2 separate regions of the Triticum aestivum genome follow, and region 2 is linked to region 1. Evidence: chromatin contacts called from public Hi-C data. All regions are on one chromosome and are shown on one strand. The core of a region is the stretch at or near the end of the contact, and the rest is flanking DNA. Distances in the headings are between cores, read along the strand shown. Region 1 has its middle 58 kb from the start of LOC123071395. Region 2 holds the start of LOC123071396 (probable protein phosphatase 2C 9).

What was found. Hi-C and Micro-C count contacts between places; a contact is called where the count stands out from the background.
Region 2: a Hi-C map of an unstated tissue shows a contact between it and region 1, with 9 times the contacts expected there. The contact joins the promoter of LOC123071396 here to the enhancer-like site in region 1. A contact is called at or near these places in 3 of 5 Hi-C or Micro-C datasets (leaf and an unstated tissue).

What each region holds. Positions count from the first base shown.
Region 1 is chr3B:636,536,300-636,539,095 of IWGSC CS RefSeq v2.1, reverse strand. No RefSeq gene overlaps it. Among protein-coding and RNA genes, the nearest start is that of LOC123071395, 58 kb to the right of the region's middle. Within about 2 kb of position 1,260, at least 4 of the 8 cell types and tissues checked have an H3K27ac peak or open chromatin away from gene starts, as enhancers often do.
Region 2 is chr3B:636,875,923-636,878,649 of IWGSC CS RefSeq v2.1, reverse strand. It overlaps LOC123071396 (probable protein phosphatase 2C 9), which reads right to left and starts at 1,390. Exons shown (of 4, transcript XM_044494938.1): 1 at 530-1,390; 2 at 112-441; 3 at 1-26. The coding sequence starts at 937.

The DNA.
Region 1 (2,796 bases), core at 11-2,510:
ATTTTTAAAGTCTAAAAACGAGAATAAAAATTAACATTACAAACAACTTTTATAAAACACAAAAAAATTGAAACACTGAAAATTTTGAAAACATGAACAATTTTTCAAATTTAGAACATTTATTGAAATTGTGAACAAGATTTGAAACTCTGAACATTTTATGAAAACCTGAAGAAAATTTAGGAAAACAATAAAATGCCAATTTTTCTTCGGAAAACAATAACATTTTTGTAATTCCAAACATTTTTTTATTCCGTATATTTTTTGAAAATCATGAAATCCCGAACATTATTTGATTTGTGAAAAAATAATCAGAAAAAGGAAACAATTTTCGAAATTCCAAACAATATTAGAAAACACGAACATAATTTGAAATCCATGAACATTTTTTAATTCGCAAACATCTTTTATATCTATGAACAGCTTTTGATCTATGAACAATTTTATAAAGTGAGAATATTTTTATTGGAAAACACAAACAAACTTTGAAAAATTATAACAAATTTTGAAATTCTAAACAAATTTGTAAAAAAGAACAAAAATTAACATTCCGAACTATTTTTAAAAACACAAACAAATGCTGAAACACTATTTTTTGAAAACGTGAACATTTTCTAAAATTTAGAACATTAAGTGTAATTGTGAACAAAATTTGAAACTCTGATCATTTTTTGAAAACCTGAAGAAAACATGAACATCTTTTTAAATGCAAGAACTTTTTTAAACACTAAAATATTTTGAATTGGTTAACATTTTTTTGGTTACACATTTTGAATCCAAAACATTTTTTGAATTTGTGAACTAGAGTGCAAAATGGGGACATTTATTAAAATTAAGAAACATATTTTGGATTTCTGAACAAAATTTCGAAACGAGAACATTTTTTGAAATTCGGTAAAATTTCGGATTTTATGAACAAATACATCCATAATGTTAACTTCTTCTTCATTTCCGAATTTGTGATTTTTTTAAATCCCAACTTCTTTGAAAAAAACAAAAACAAAATATAGAAAAAGAAAAAAAGAAAAAGAAAGAAGGAGAAAAGAAAGAAACAGAAACAGAAAAAATGAAAAAAGAAAAAGGAAAAAACGTACAAGGAACCTTCTAGAGTGTTCCCAAAACAGGAAACCGACTGGGAATCTTCTAGAACTTTCATGAAATCGGAACTCCCAGGCGATTCTAACAGTGGGAGATGGACCGGCCCACGTGGTCGCGCACCTGTGCGATTGCCTGACACTTTGACACAGAGAGCGTCGAATAGGGTTTTCCCTATTCGGCGCTTCAGGCGCCAGGGAAGGTCCCTGGTGCCCACACGCCAACGCTGTGGGCCGGCCCATGTAGATTTTGCATTCGTTATCCCTAGTCCGCTCGATCACACGAGAAAAAAAAGGAGAAAAACGCTATGACGAAAAAAAAACGGTTCAAGAAAGTTCACCAATTTTGAAAAAAAGGTTCATCGATTTGAGAAAGCATCATCAAATTTGGAAAAGGTGCGTCAAAATTTAAGAAAGATTATCTATTTCAAAAAACTTTTTCGAATTTCAAAAAATTGTGCAATCTAAAAAAGGAGTAAAGAAAAAGGAGAAAAGAAGAGAAACAGAAAAAGAAAAAACCAAAACTAAAAACTGGGTTATAAAAACCCACAACAAAAAAAGAAAAAAAAGGTCGTGTAGTATTGCTTGGGTAAGTGGAGATCGCTGGTTGTAATCTCAGCCCCGCGCATTTTTGCCGTATTAAAAACTAGAAAAAAATGGAGCCGGCCCAGTGCGGGTTGAGGGCTGTGCCCCGGTTTGTCAAATCACACATAACCAACACCTGAAGGCTGAAAGCGTTAGGAAACGGGAAACACCTTATTCAACGTATACTGCATCAACTTGTCATGTTGCGGCACATGCAACCAAACCGATCCACACATCCTGGAATAGGTTCTAGCCAGTTTTGTGAACTATTTTTTCTATATTTTTTCAATTTCTTTTATCATTTTTGCTGTTTTTTTCTTTTTTCTTTTCTCCTTTTTTGCTTTATTTTTTCCCTTTTCGTTTTTTAATCTTTCTCTTTCTCTTTGTCTTTTCTTTTCATTGTTTTTATTTTTCTTTTTAAAAAATGTTCAGATGTTAAACCCTGTTCGAATGATCTAAATTTTATTCATTTTCTTTGAAGTTCCTGTTTTATTTGTTTTTAGGAAATACAAAATCGTTTAGAAATTCAAAGGTTATTTGCTTCTTTTACAATAACAAATCAAAATAACTTAGAGATTAAGTTTTCTAAAAAATGTTCCTACTTTCAATTTTGTTCACAAATTCAAATATTTTCCGCATTTTTAAAAATATTCACAAATTTATAAAATGTTTGGTATTTGCCTAATTTTATATTCTGTTCACAAATTAAAAAATTGTTGTTTTGAATATTTGTTCGCAATTTCAAAAATGACAGCATTTTAATTTTTGTTCACAAATTCAGAAAAAAACCCAGCTTTACAAATATATTCGCAAATTATTATTTTTGGAATTTGATAAAAATGTTCACGCTTTCCAAATTTTTCAAAATTCCAAAAAAAACTCAATTTTTTTTAAAAAAAATTGTTCTTCAATTCCTATTTTTTGTGGGAGTTTTGAAAGATTTTCACATTTATTAATTTCTGTTCTCAAATTCAAAAAGAATTCCGGAATTTCAAAAAATGTTCCGCTTTCAAAATTTGTTAACATTATCAAAATGTCCCTGTTTTTCAAAATTATTACCTCGATTTCAAAAAATGTTCCGGGGAACTAAAAATGTCGTGTGTTGAAAATTTTTTTT
Region 2 (2,727 bases), core at 141-2,640, 340 kb before region 1:
CGCTCCAGCTCGTCCGGCCGGTCAGGCTGAGGAAAGTAAACCACGTAAGGTCATGGACAATTCGCGTCGAAACAGAGCGTGCCATGCGCGGTGACGCGAGGGTATACATACCTTGTGGTCGACGGAGAGTGCAACAGGCACGCCAGCGCGGGAAAGGACGGCACGGGAGTCGCCGGCGTTGGCCACGACGAGCTGGGTCGGGCTGACGACGGCCACGACGGCGGTGGATCCCACGTGGTCGCACCGCGAGGGCATCTTCTGCTCGCAGCGGCAGGCGGGCTCCTCGCTGCTGCGGGTGGTCGCCCAGTTCGCGGCCCGCTCGTCCAGCCGCGCGAAGCTCCTCTCCATCACCTCCTTCCACGTAGGCTCCTCGCCGGGCCCCGCCTTCTCGTGCTCCTCCGCCACCGCCTCATGCATCAGCTCCTGGCACGTCGTCGCCACCTGATGACACGAAACCATGTCATCAGCACCATTCTCTTGTGCAGAAACAACACGAATTGCGCTCATATGAAAGGAGAGTTCGACGTACGTGTGAGCAGCCGTGGCCATCGAAGACGCCGAAGAAGTGGGACTTGCCGGAGCCAGGCAGGAAACCCGGCCTGATGGAGACGGCGTCCTCCATCTCGCGACGACGACCGCATACAGAGGAGAACCCGAACCTTGGGTAACGCTCCGTGTTCTCGGACGCCGAGGCAGCGTCGGGGCACGGGCCAGACACCGTGCGCGGTATCCTCGGCCGCTTGCGGGCGCCGGCGTACTCCGCGGCCGACTGCTCGAGGTCGCTCGCGAGGCGGAAACGCTTCAGCTCCAGCCTGCGGCGCCGCCTGTCCATCACCGACGAGGCGACGGCCGCGGCGGCCGCCGAAGCCGAGACCGTGGCCACCGTGGCCGCGGTCGCCGGCGGCGACTTGGCTTCCTGGCAGCAGATCTCGGCCATTGGAAACTACTCGCTCGCTCGACCCCGACGCCGCCCTAGATTCCCACCACCCTCCGCCGCACGTCGGCGACGGAACTCCAGAGGCCTACACGAAACACCTCGACACACGACGACAGCGCCTTCGCGCGCGTTCCCAGCTCGAATGGCAGCAGTAGAAGCTAAGCAGCGGCAGAGGCGCGAGCCGAAACGAACCTCACGCACGCGGGGTGGGGCGGTAGAAGAAGGGGAGCGAGGGTGCCCGTCGCCGTCATGCCGGGAGCGCCCGATAGCTACCGTCGCCGTGAGTCCGTGACGTGCTCACCGTCCGTCTCCACCTGATCTGGACGCGTGGGCGCGCCCGGCGGGCAGATCACGACACGTGCTCGCAATCTTGGCCCCACGGGGAGGTTGAAGCTAACGGCGGCGACGCCGGTGTTATCGCCCAGCACACACGTGGCGGCCCGCGGCGAGACAGCCCGCCGCGACAGCTTCTTTATTGATGCCCGCGGGGCCCGCTCCACATGGGCTGTGCCTCCTGTGCCGCCCGGAAATATCACGGGGTTATTCTACTCCGGCCGCTCTGACCGGCCCATGCAGCGAGGGGTCATGGTCGGCGGGGCCATGGGTGCTCGGTGACCCGCATGGCAGCGGGCGAGGGTAGGCGCCATGGACGTGGGGAGGCGGGTGGAGGGATGGGGAGGGACACGTGGTGAGGGGCGGTCGCGATCGGTGGGAGGTTGGTCGGTCGTGGGAGGAGGGGACGCGTGGCGTGGAGGCCGGGGGAGCCTTTTGCCGCGCTGCGTTGCGTGGGGGTGAGGGAGGGGGATGGCGGCCGGTAGTTGGGGGCTGGCGTGGCCACGTTGCGGTGGGGGCGAAGGGGAGGTGAACCTAGGGGAAAGGGGCGCGTGCGTGGCCGATGGATCTGCGTGGCGGAACTGGCGCCGTTGGGTGGCGTGCGTGACCACCGATCGTCGGCTCGGCGTGGGAAACCATTGGCGCGCACTTCGGCGGGGCTGACGGACGCGGCATGCAGCTGAACAGTGCTTCCTGCAGTGGAGGGACGCACTACGTGTTGTGTGGCAGTTGTCGAGGCTACTGTGCATTCGGTACCACTGAACTACCGCGGATAGATGGACCGGAGGCAGTGGAGCGACGGAGGCTAAATTTTGTGCCTTTGACCTTTTTGGTGGTCACGTTTAGCCGGACCCGACCCAGTTACAAAAGTTTTCATGATATGATCTTTTTCCTACCGCCAAGGACCATGATGGTAGGCTTAAACAGGCTCACACCATGCGCACCGGCAGTAGGTTGACGACAGCCCCCGTCAACCAGCCGATACTGGGCTGACGTCTCGTAACTGTCCTACCGTCGCAAGAGACGGCGGTAGGGTGGCTAAAGCTACCGCCGCGAGGGGTGGCGGTAGGGTATGGGGCTCCTGCATGTCCGGTAGAGTTCTGTGACAGAAAGCAGGGATGTTTCTGCAGTAGGGTTTCACACCCTACTGCCACGCCCAACGGCGGTAGGGTGCGGCTGGCGTGGCAGAGTTCTGTGACTGAAAATGGAGAGTTTCGTACGATAGGTTTACGCAGGCTACCGCCAGGGTACCTGGCGGTAGCTGTGAATACCTACCGCCGTGTTGTCTGGCGGTAGGCTCTTCTCTAACTTTTTTTACAATAACTTGACCATTTGAATTAAACACTGATAGATAAACACACCAACAAAGTGTTTGCATATGAAAATATGATGACCTCACACATTATAGATAGTAAATCGATGTATCCAATAAGTTCAACATATCAAATAGGTTCAAT